Linked DNA regions of Sus scrofa: region 1 is linked to region 2. Evidence: chromatin contacts called from public Hi-C data. All regions are on one chromosome and are shown on one strand. The core of a region is the stretch at or near the end of the contact, and the rest is flanking DNA. Distances in the headings are between cores, read along the strand shown.

Region 1 (6,053 bases), core at 405-2,904, 620 kb before region 2:
GTCCACAAGAAAAGTGGCCTGAACATCACACAGCCAATATCATGGGCTAAAAACAAAGTACGGTTGTTCAAATTCAAGAGACTAATGGAGTTCCCGTTGTGGCTCAGTGGTAAGGAACCCAACTAGTGTCCATGAGGATGCAGGTTCGGTCCCTGGCCTCGCTCAGTGGGTTAAGGATCTGGTGTTACTGTGAGCTGTGGTATAGGTCGTAGATGTGGCTCAGATCCCGTGTTGCTGTGGCTGTGGTGTAGACTGGCAGCTGCAGCTCTGATTTGAACCCTAGCCTGGGAACTTCCATATGCCTTGAATACAGCCCTAAAAAGCAAAAAACAAAAACAAAAACAAAAAAGCGACAGACGGGGGGGGGGGCCTAAGAACAACTATACAAACAACCACTGTCTTGATGCCACTGCATGTAACTGACTTTGTTGTCACGTCCACCACTCTGCAGATTAAAAAAAAAAAAAAAATCAAAGAACAAAAAATAAAGCTCATTTGATATGATTTTAAAGAGACTAAAAAGATACAGTGGACAAATGTAATGCATGTGCTAAACAGGATCCTGAATAAAAAGTGAATGAATTAAAAGACACATTTGAAACGACTGGGGAAAATTTGCTTATGGACTAGAAGCTATTAGGTGATGTTAGAGAATTAATGCTGGTTTTCTTAGGTCTGAATATGATGTTGTGGTTACGTTAGTGGATGTTTTTATTTTTAAGAGTTATATGCCGCAACATGCTGAAATATCTGGGGATGAAGTGTCCTTTCTACAACCCACTTTCAAATGATCCAGAAAAAACTAAAGCCTCCCACGTCCAGAAAGAGAAAGCAATAAGGCAAAATGGAAACAACCACTGAATCCCAGGTGGTGGGTGAAGACTGTAGGATTCTTTTGTTTTTCTGTTTGTTGAAAACTTTATTTATTTATTTTTTTGCTTTTGCTTTTTAGGGTTGCACCTGTAGCATATGGAGTTTCCCCGGCTAGGGGTCAAATCAGATCTCCAGCTGCTGGCCTGCCCCACAGACACAGCAATGCCAGACCCCAGCGGTGTCTGTGATCTACACGGCAACGCTGGATCCTTAACGCATTGAGCAAGGTCAGGGATGGAACCCACATCCTCATGGATACTAGTCGTTACTGCTGAGTCACAAGGGGAACTCCGAAAACATTATTAACAAAAATTGGGAGAGGAAAGTTCTAGCTGGGCAGTTTTAGGAACCGTATAACCTTGGACATTCTCCTTGCCTCTCAGACCTTGATCTCAAGAGAACCTCACACTGTCCTTTGCATTTTAAGTGTTAATCACGTGGTCCAGGGGCCCAGGGGCTGTGGAGTTACCGACGTCAGTGTCATTACCAGCGCGGTGTCCCGTATATAGGTGATGAGTGCTGGGGTAGGGTGAGGCGCCTCTTAAGAGGCCACCAAACCCGCCCGCCCTAGATGCTAAAAGTACAACTTCTCCCCGCGCGACCGCAGGACCGGAAGCGGGGGCGGGGCTTACGGTGGCCTGGCGTGGGATCCCGAAGGCTCGAATGAGCGCCTCCTCTCGGAGGTTGGGGGCGGAGTCTCTGTCCTACTGGCCAATCGTGGAGCAGCTGTCAAACAGGCGCAGAGGGAAGCCAGGAAGATTCCTGGTCAGATTCCAGCGCCCGGCCCTAGGCAGCAGCGGAGGGCGCTCTCTCTTCCGGGGAATGGGCCGCCACGTCCCGCCCGGCCTTTTCCTCTCCGGGACCCAGGCGAGAGAGGAGGCCCTGCCTACCAGAAGCCAGGCCCCGCTGCCTCCTCCCGGCTTGACCTCCCCGCAGAGTCACGTAGCCTTCTGCCCCTGCTTCCTCCTTTGTAAAGCGAGAGCGGTAAAAACCCGACCTGGGGGGGAGGGGATGGGACCTCCCAAATGACTCAGAGGTGGGAGGAGGTGAAGGAGAGGATGGCGACTTTTCCCCCTGCCTCGTGGCAGTTCAACCGAAAAAGAAGTCACGGTTTCTGGCTAGTTCACCGAGTTATACTTTATGGTTCCTGTACACACGGAATATAACAGGAGCTAAAAAGCACATGGTGCCTGGAACAGCAACCCAAAGGAGGACTTCAGGTATTAATTACCCGACATTGAGGATTAGAGAAGGACAGAGAATCACTGATAATTGCGATCGTTTTATGGTGGCTGATAAAACCATCACACCTCTATCAATAAAAATATCCATTTTCTGAAAGTGCATGCTGAAGTAAGGGGAAATCGACAATGTCTGTGAGCTGCTTTAAAACAGATAGACCAGAGTCTTAGTTGTTTTGTCTAAGAGATGCGAAGCTCTTTTTTTTTGCTTTTTAGGGCCGTACCCGTGGCATATGGAGGGTCCCAGGCCAGGGGTCTAATTGGAGCTGCTGCAGCTGCCGGCCGACACCACAGCCACAGCAACGCAGGATCCAAGCCACGTCTGGGGACCTACACCACAGCTCATCGCAGCGCCAGATCCTTACCCTACTGAGCGAGGCCAGGGATCGAACCCGTGTCCTTATGGATACTAGTCGGGTTCGTTACCAGGGAGCCACGATGGGAACTCCTTAACACTGCTTCCTCTGCAATCATTTCTTGAATTTTGCCACATTCAGGGCAAAATCTATGGCAAATCTGAAAGATCATGTACAAAGTAAAATGGACACTTTTACTTAGTTCGAATCCCCCCCTCCCCCATGGAGGTTTTCAACCCCCTCTCCAGGATCTTGGATGCCCAATAAGCAGTACATGAATTTCTAGTTCTTCAAGCACACACTGGACTCTTTCCCAGGAGGTTTTGCTTAGTTTGCCATTTTTAAAACAATATTGACACAGAGGACAGTGGTCTGAAAGCAGACACGATTTCAGCGGGAAACTGCACCAAAGGCCCTTCCTGTTAATGTGAAGGTTTCCAAAGAGCTTCCCATTTTACATGAATGGTCTCACTTAATCCTCTCATTTTCTTAGGAATCCCACAGGTTAGGTAGAGCTACCAGCGCACCAATTCTTTAAGTCGGGTGACCTGTCCTAGTGACACAGCAACTGCACCCCGGGACTCTGAAGCCAGCGGCCCTAAATGCTAGGCGCCACGGTCCCCGCTGAGCACCCCACACCTCAGGGACCTTGTACCCCTCCCCCAAGTACACGTATGTAAATCGTCGCAGCCATGGCGCTTCCCTCGCTGCCGGGGCCGTTTTACTGGCCTTTGCACCAACCTCATTTGCAAAACCTCTCGCCCAGAACCGCGAAACCGGTCCGAGAGACGTTTTCGGAGAGGTGGGGCTCTGTGGGGTGGGGTGTCAGCTCCCGCTCTCCGGCGCCTGGCGGGCTCCAATCGCGTTGTTTCATTCAATCCCAAACCGTCCGGCCCCAGCGAGTGCCCGCGCGCGCCAGGCCACCGAGACGCGCAGGGGCTGCAGCCTTTGTCCAGTGGGGCCCTCGGGGAGCCGGGCAGTGGCTCCCCCTGCCCACCCGGCGGCCCCCGGAGGCCTGGGAGGGGTCGGTCCCGAGGGTCCCCGGCGGGCAGGGGCGGCCTGAGATCCCGCGCGGCGCTTGAATCGCGAGGGGCGTGGCCAGCGGCGGCTCCGCCCAATGAGCGCTCAGGATGCTTTAAATTCCCCTGCGGGCCGGGCTGGGGCTCGCATCCCAGGACCTGCGCCTTCGCCTCACCTGCCCCTCCGCGCGTCGCCATGCTCTCCGTCCGCGTCCCTCTCGCCACCATCGCCGACCCGCAGCAGCTCCAGCTCTCGCCCCTGAAAGGGCTCAGCCTGGCGGACAAGGAGAACACTGTGAGCGCGCGGGCGCGGGGGCCGGGGGTCGGGACGGGGCGGTGGGGTCCTGTGGGACGCGGGCGGGCCCCTCACCACGCGTCTCCCTGCAGCCCCCGACCCTCAGCGGGACCCGCGTGCTGGCCAGCAAGACCGCCAGGAGGATCTTCCAGGAGCCCGCCGAGCCGGTGCGTAGGCGAACGGGGGGCGCCCGGAGAGGGGGCGCTGCAGGAAGGCGGAGCCGGGAGGAGCCTGCGCTTGGCGCCAAAGCCTCATTGTCTCCTTTCAAAGCCTGCCCCCACCCACCCGGGCCCGCTCTCCTTTCCCGCCAAGTCTCTTCCCGATCATTCACCCAGGGGGGGCATGGCCTATTTCCCCACATATAGTCCTGCTGTTTCGTGTATAGGCCACATACCTGACAGCGACCCTAGATTCAACCCCATGAAATTCCCGATCATTGGGTGTACGTGACCTGACTGGAAAAATGACAATTTCATCGTCTGCCCGCTCCTTAATGTTTTCACTGCTTTCCCCCCGACAGAACCCTAAGCTCTCGGCCCCCAGCGTGGAGGACGAGCCGCTCCTGAGAGAAAACCCCCGGCGCTTTGTCATCTTTCCTATAGAATACCATGACATCTGGCAGATGTATAAGAAGGCAGAGGCTTCCTTCTGGACAGCTGAGGAGGTAACTCCGTCCAGAACCCGGGAGACTTAAAGGAGTGCCCCTTACTCTAGGGGAAGACCCCTGCCCAGAGGCGGTTAGACTAGGCTGGTCTGAAAGAGGCTTGGCTTGGCTTTGCCTCTTGTTCCCAGTGGGGCCCACTGCGGGTGTCCTCCCTGGTGAGGGCTATACACTCACCAAGAGATGCTAACAGGCTGGAAGTGTAAGAGTTGTGCATGTGTCACGTCCAGCCCTCTTGAACCCCCTGTGAATGTCTCGACCTCAGGTGGACCTCTCCAAGGACATTCAGCACTGGGAGACCCTGAAGCCGGAGGAGAGATATTTTATTTCACATGTCCTGGCTTTCTTCGCAGCAAGTGATGGCATCGTGAATGAAAACTTGGTGAGTCATTGTCGTGTCCATTTCCACCCCAGCCCTGCCGCCCTCAAAAGTCACTTCAAGACTTGAGAGAGGACAAATTGACAAAGTATCTTTCCTCATCTTTTAAATTTTTCCCATACTGCATGTATATATATCTGGAAGCTAGTATATCTGTTACATGGCATTTCTTGTTCTATAATATATACTTGGCTTATTTCTTCCTGATGGTATTTCCCCCCCCCAATTATGTAGAGAAGCTCAATGACAATGGTAAGCAGTAGTCATAGGTATACCACTCTTGCAGCTATTGGCTCTCCTTTTTGGGGCTTTGCTGTTTTAATAATTTGGTTGCCTATGTCTTGTTGAGTGGATCCTTCTTGCAATGAATTCAAAAAGAATGATCTGCTCTTTTTATGTATAGAAACAAACCTTATAATGGTACAAAAGAGTGGCTGTGAGGCCACCAGGGTTCCTTGAGTTGCTGCTGGTTGGTTTCCCTTGAGCTGAATTTTGCGTTTCACCACTAGGTGGAGCGGTTTAGCCAAGAAGTTCAGATTACCGAAGCTCGTTGTTTCTATGGCTTCCAAATTGCCATGGAAAACATACATTCTGAAATGTATAGCCTCCTCATCGACACTTACATCAAAGATTCCAAAGAAAGGTGAGTATTTGGGGGATAGATCATCATGTTCAGGACTTTCTGGGTGTTACTTTTTGAAATCAGGCAGGCATGGGAAAATGACTCTAAAATGACCAAGTCCAGGAAATTGCTAGCACCTATGGTGATGTCTGCTCTGAAGAAGAGGGTAAATTCACTTTATTAGCCATCATTTAAAAACAAAGATTACTCTATTGTGAGTGCTGGAAGTGTACTCTTGAATGTCCAATCAGTGCCTTCTGGGAGAAAAGGAAAAAAAAATCCCTGTTGACCACAAGCAAAAAACCTAGGTCTGGGAGCTCCCTTGTGGCACAGCGTATTAAGGATGGGACGTTGCCACTGCAGTGGTTTGGGTTGCTGTTGTGGCGCAAGTTCAATCCCTGGTCCGGGAACGTCCACTGCCATGGGTGTGGACCCCATCCCCCCCAAAAAAGGTGGGGTGAAAAAACCCATCTAGGTCTGAGTGTTTTTAGGTCTGGCACATCTGTCAGTCTACATCGTGAGGCTGGGCAGAGAATAATACAAAGTAGAACAGAACTGGCCTCTTAAGGGGCTTATAATATAACATAGAAGATAAGACTAAGTGAGG
Region 2 (6,293 bases), core at 401-2,900:
GGCGTAGGTCAGCAGCTGTAGCTCTGATTGGACCCCTAGCCTGGGAACCTCCAATATGCCGCAAGTGCGGCCCTAAAAACCAAAAAAAAGAAAAAAAAGGATGTACAAATTCTGACTGCATAATAGTCGGTAATTACCCTCTTCAAAAACCCCTCAAGAAAACAAAAAACCCTGAGCCCACTTAAGATGCTAAAGTAGGTTAATGCTGACCAGTAATGTTCTCTTTCTAAATTTCACATGGTCCTTCCACTCACTGATAATGAGCACAAATGGAACATTCGAGTGTCTGGAGTCTATGCGAGCAGATGGTTTTGCCATCTGTGGCCTCCCGTTATTCCTCCACTGCGGATAAGGATGCTATAAATCCGCGTCAGTAACATTTCTGTCCCACACCTGTTAGCAAGACTACATGTCTCAAAGCAGGAATCTAGAAACCAAGAGGACTCCCCCAAAGGCTGATTACATGTATTAAAATAATGAGCTAACTGAATGAATCACAGAGTCATTTGGAGACTTGTCTGAATTCACTTGCAGGCAACCAAAGAGAAGTAAGTTCCTTCTCCCTCCTCTATTCTTTCTGCACTAATACAGCAAATATTTCCATCTTTTTTTAACTCTCTTTGGACATATACAATCTCACTGATCCTGAGAACAACTCTGTGGAGTACTAGCCCGGAGCAGTTAAGTAACTGGCTCCCACTCACACAACTCGTAGATTCGGGGACGGAGGCCTGGGACTCAAACCTTGCTCAAACCGTGGGTCCAGAGTATTCACACAACCACCGTCAGAGCGCCTTGCCTGAGCCCAGGGAGAGCCCTGAGACGGGACGGATCCACAACCCCACTCACTGCGGTCTCTAAGACATTTACTAAGTCAGGAAAGTCGGCCTTGAATTTAGTTTTTAAAAGTTCAATCACATTTCAAGTGCTCTTGCATCCTAAGACCCGCTTTAGGGAGGTACTAGTCCCTTTTTAATGAAACTATCCGGACAAGGTTTATGATGGTTCAATTTTTGGGGGGAGAGGGGAGTGAGAATTCCATAAAACAGGTGGTGAGGACAAGACCCTCCCGGTACACGCTCGAGGCCCAGAACCCGCCCAAACTCAATATCCGCCAGGGATCAGCCAGAGCTGGTCCCAGCGGCTCAAACGCAGCTCCGGGCCTTAGCTCACGCCCCGGCCTCCAGTCGCCGCCCCTTCACCGGAGCCCGGCACCGGGCACTCGTACCCGGGAGCGGGGCTGTCCCGGCGCCCTGGGTTCGAGCCCAGCCCCAGGGCTCCTCCTCCCCGCCGCGCTCGCGCACACGCTCCCGCCGGGTGGGATACGGCCGCCCCCAAGGGCGCCCTCACCTCCGCACGCGCCCTGCTCGTCTGCCCTAGATCCCGCTCGGGGGGGCTCCGGCCCAGGGCAGCCGGCGCCCCCGCTCCCCCACCCCCACCCCAAGGCCGCGGAGCTCCCTTACCGCCCCGCGGCTTCCCCTACTGCGTCCCCCGCGTGGGCCGGGCCCGCGATCCCCCACTTCTGCGCGGGCCGGATCGAGGCCACGCGCCCGCCCGCTCCCCGGGTCACGGCCCGCCGTGGGGGTTCCGAGCTCTCCCGCTGCCCCCTGGACGGGGGAGCCCGCGCTTACCGAGGACCAGGCGAGCCATGCCGAGCACCTCCGCCGTCGTGCAGTCCAGCCACCACCTCACTTCTGCCGCGCCGCGCCCCCGCCGCCCCGCGTCCCGCCCTCGGCCCTCAAGGCAGCCGCTGGGCGGTGCGGCGGGGGCGGGCCGGAAGACGCTCGCCAAGCCGTGGCCGCGGCTTATTGGTCCCGGCAGACTTCGCTCATTTGCATGGCCAATGAGAGGCGGCCGGGTAGAGGTTACGCGTTTGGGTTTGGCGGGGGCGGGGCGAGCGGCGGAAGGAGGGACTTGCTTGGGGGCGGGGTTGGCCAGCCGCTCCTTCTCCCTCTCGCTCGCCGCTCCTGGGCTTGCTGTACTTTTCTGACTACAGTGATTGTTTTCTCTCTCCGATCCTTGGGACTCTCTCTTTCCTCGCTTGACTCTAACGAGCCCTTTTCCAGCCCTCACTCGCCCCTTGCTTCCCTCCACTCCCCACCCCTTACCGTCTTTGTCCACAGGGAGGATAAGTTTCTTGGGGCCCGCGATGCATCTACGACCTTATTAAAATGACATATTAATTTTCCTCGTGCCCGGACAAGTATTCAGTCATAAGGCACCTACAAAGCACATACTGTATATAACACAATTCAACAAGTATTTTGGCGAATTACTTTAAAAGTTCCGCTAACCAAGGCCCAGGACTGCTTAGCTTTTCAGAGGGGCCCTCATTCTCAGTAGAAACCCCGTGGGGCTTAAGCTTCAGGACTTCTCTCTTGTGCGGTTTACTTCTCCTCCCCAAGGGGCCCTAGCAGTGAGTTCAAATGGCCATGTGTTTTGTAAAATTTGCAAAAGTGAAATATTTTAAGCGTAACAGGCTCAGATGGCAGTATCTTTCCGCTCTGATTTCCTCTTTTCTGTTTAGAATGGACTCAAGCATTTTGGGTTTTGTATTACCAATGGTTTATTTCTCCGTAGTGCTTAATGCACAGAGTAGCTCAGATTCCCGCCAAAGCGTTTATGGGCACCCCGAGGTCCGGGAATGGTGAAGGCATATAGGGCTTCCTGGAAGAAGGGGCACTAGAGCTGAGTCTGGAAGATGTGCCAGGCAAACAGGAGAAAGTCCATTCTGGACACAGGGAGCAAGGGGAGTGAGGAGGGCACAGGAGAGGGAACTGAGGCCATGAAGAGGAAGCTGGCAGCAGGTGCTAGATGATGGGGTGGTGCTGAGGGCTGTGTGACATGGTGGGACATTAAGATCAGACGTAGACTGAGCCATGTAGATGTCTGATTTTTGATTCTGTAAGATTTCTTGGGGTTTATTGATGCTGTTGTAAACTCTTGATGATCAGGGTAAATTTTTAGGGACAACCCTAAAATCTCAGTGGCTTATTCTGTAATCGCTTTGTTCCCACTCTCATTGGGGAGCAGCTTTCCATGTGGTGACACAGGGACCCTGGGGCCTCCCATCTTACAAAGCCACCATCCTCTAAAACATGCACTTTCAACATGGGAAATATTGCTTCCAAGGTTCTTGGGGCAGAAAAATGCAAAAATCTTAGATGTTACAAGGGCCTAACTACATAAACAGATATACACTGTATCTGTGTTTTTCAAATTTCAGGGAGAGAAGAAACGTCTAAAAGTCTCCTTAGAGGGGTGATAATAAAAAACAAATCTGACAAGCATTGTCCTAGAACAGAGCTGTCCAGTGGAAATATAACCTGAGCTGTGACCACACATGGAATTTAAAAATTTCCAGTAGCCACATTAAAAAAGTAAAGAGATTAATTTTAATAATATAGTTTACTCCCAGATACCCAAACATTATCACTTCCTCATGTAATCATGTTAAAAATGATTAATGATGGAGTTCCCGTTGTGGCTCAGCGGTAACAAACCCCACTAGTATCCATGAGAATGTGGGTCTGATCCCTAGCCTCGCTCAGTGGGTTATAGATCTGGCATTGTGGTGGGCTGCAGTGTAGGTCACAGACAGAGCTCCAATCCTGTGTGGCTGTGGTGTAGGCGGGCAGCTGTAGCTCTGATTGAACCCCTAGCCTGGGAACTTCCATATGCCGCAGGTGGGGCCCTAAAATAAAAATAAAATTAAAAAAAAGAACCAAAAAAAAGATTAATGAGCTATTTATATTCCTTTTTTTCATACCAAGTCTTTGAAACTCAGCATACATTTTATGCTTACAGCATGGCTAAAATTAGGTTGGCCATATATCTATTTTTTCTTTTTGGCTGCCCCACTGCATATGGGGTTCCTGGGCCGGGGATCAGATCTGAGCTGCACGTGTGACCTATACCGCAGCTGTGGCAACGCCGGATTATTTAACCCACTGTTTCGGGCCAGGGATCAAACCTGCGTCCAGGTGTTGCAGAGATGCTGAAGCTCCTATTGTGTCACAGCGGAACGCCACACTGGCCACATTTCAAGTGACATGTACCTTGCGCAATGCGGGAGGCAGGTCAGTAAAAAGCGACCGGGAAGGCATATATTGAAAGTGCTCTGGGATCACCGAATAAACCAGCAGTTTGCTCTGCCTGAGGGAGTCTGATGCGGAAGAAGGTTCCCAGTGGGGCAAGGAGATGCGCCTGGCGAGGACGGGGCTCATGCGCATGCGCCATGCGTGCAGAGTCCTGACCAGCCCTCCTAGCAGGTGGACAAGGACCTGTCTCCACAGCGACACCTTTTTTTTTTTTTTTTTTCTTGTCTTTTTGCTATTTCTTGGGCCGCTCCCGTGGCATATGGAGGTTCCCAGGCTAGGGGTTGAATCCGAGCTGTAGCCAGCGGCCTACACCACAGCCACAGCAATGCCGGATCCTTAATCCTCTGAGCGAGGCCAGGGATCGAACTCGCACCCTCATGGTTCCTAGTCGGATTCGTTAACCACTGTGCCACGACGGGAACTCCGCTACACCTGTCTTTTATCAACACTGTGAGTTTTAAGAATAAATGATTAAAACATTTTTACATAACTAAATTTCCATTGGGCCCTCTTTCAGCATGGCTCTTTGGGAGCTCAGTAAATAAGAATGCAGTGTTCCAGCATTGGGCGACCGAGATTGGAGACAATTTTAAAAAGTCCTGCTGGCTTTGGCTGGAAGCTGAGATGATCAAACGCCAGCTCTGGGCCATTGTTCTCAGAAAAGGCAGAAAGGACAGCGCTAATATTTTCTGACGTACAGCAGGCTCCTCATCTTGTTCTGCCCTCAAAGGCTTGATCGCCAACCAGAAAAGAATAAAACAAATGCTTTAAAGGGCAAGAAAGGACTGTTCAGAATGCCTGATTTTCTTCTAGGACAGGGAGCAGAGTTAGTAACTCAAATTCCCACCACCCTTCCTATGGTTCGTAATAATTACTATAATAATAAATAAGTAATAGATGCTAGCTTTGAATGCGCTTTCTCCAGAAATTGTTGTTTGTTTGTTTGTTGTCTTTTTTAGGGCCACACCTGAGGTGTATGGAAGTTCCCAGGCTAGGGGTTCAATCGGAGCTGCCGCTGCCGGCCTGCACCACAGCCACAGCAACACCAGATCTGAGCCGTGTCTGCAGCCTACACTGCAGCGGGAGGCAGCACCAGATCTCTTAACCCGCTGAGAAAGGCCAGGAATCTAACCTGCATCCTCATGGATACTAGTTGGATTCTTAACCCATTGAGCCACAATGGGAACTCCCTCCCCAGAAATTTTTAAAGTGGAGGTGGGGATGGTGATGAATAAACTTTCCTTCGCTTATCATTTCCGGCCCCCACCCCCACAAGGCTCTTCCTGGGATTTGCTGCTTGTCCGCCCTTGTCTGTCATCCCCAAGTTCCTGTAAGCACTTCTTCCATCCTAAAAGGAGAGGAAAGGAAGGCTATGGCTGGGAGAGAATAAGTACCTCCAGGGAAGAGTCTCCTGTGTGTTACACCTGCTTAGAAGTGGATGATATGAAAGCCAGAGGGAGGAACTGACTTTGGCAAAGTCAGCTGACTTTGCCTCCTCCCACACAGGGGAGGGTTTTTTCCTTCCTTTCTTTCTTCTTCCTTCCTTCCTTTCTTTCTCCATCCACTTACAATGCTGTGCTAGTTTCTGATTTCAGTTATACACATATATACCAGTGGGGGGGCTTACCAGTCAGGGAAAAGGGAGAAATGTGTTCCAGGCAGAGGGCATGGCATGTGCAAAGGCACCGGGGTAGGAATCAGCCGTTGCTGATTTTTTTCTGAAAACTGTACACACATGTCCTATAATCACAGTCAGTGCACTTTGGCTGCTTCCCAGGGATCACACGTGAGGCTAAGCTCACCAACATCATTCACTTATGCAGTCAGTGCTCTACCCCTGAGCTATAGCTCGACCTCTATTAACTTATGAAAACTGTCCCAAACCCCTCTTCCTCCCTTTGCATCCTTTGTGGATCTGCTTCCATTTAAGTCTTCGGAGGCCTTTCCTGAGCACACCTTCTAAAGCTGGCATCCTCTTCCATCTGCAAAGCCAGTGTCAGGCTGAGTCTTGCTCACGTCACCTTCTCTGTTCTCTTCTGTCCCCATCATCCACTTTCAGGGAGCCTGGTGATTACAAGGCCATCCAGGTTACCCAGGACAACCTCCCTATTTGAAGGTCAGCTGATCAGCAATGCTCAGTTCCAGCAGCAAACTGAATGTCCCTTTGCCGGGTAGCACATTCGCCGGTTCTGA

The links. A called contact is a pair of places that touch in the nucleus more often than the background predicts.
Region 1: a Hi-C map of liver shows a contact between it and region 2, with 3 times the contacts expected there. The contact joins the promoter of RRM2 here to the promoter of PDIA6 in region 2. A contact is called at or near these places in 1 of 5 promoter capture datasets (liver) and 1 of 47 Hi-C or Micro-C datasets (liver).

The regions. Positions count from the first base shown.
Region 1 is chr3:126,362,746-126,368,798 of Sscrofa11.1, reverse strand. RRM2 (ribonucleoside-diphosphate reductase subunit M2) reads left to right here and starts at 1,654. Exons shown (of 11, transcript XM_021087850.1): 1 at 1,654-1,857; 2 at 3,646-3,784; 3 at 3,877-3,951; 4 at 4,305-4,448; 5 at 4,711-4,827; 6 at 5,334-5,467. The coding sequence starts at 3,686.
Region 2 is chr3:125,747,436-125,753,728 of Sscrofa11.1, reverse strand. It overlaps PDIA6 (protein disulfide isomerase family A member 6), which reads right to left and starts at 1,650. Exons shown (of 13, transcript NM_001195119.1): 1 at 1,632-1,650. The coding sequence starts at 1,650.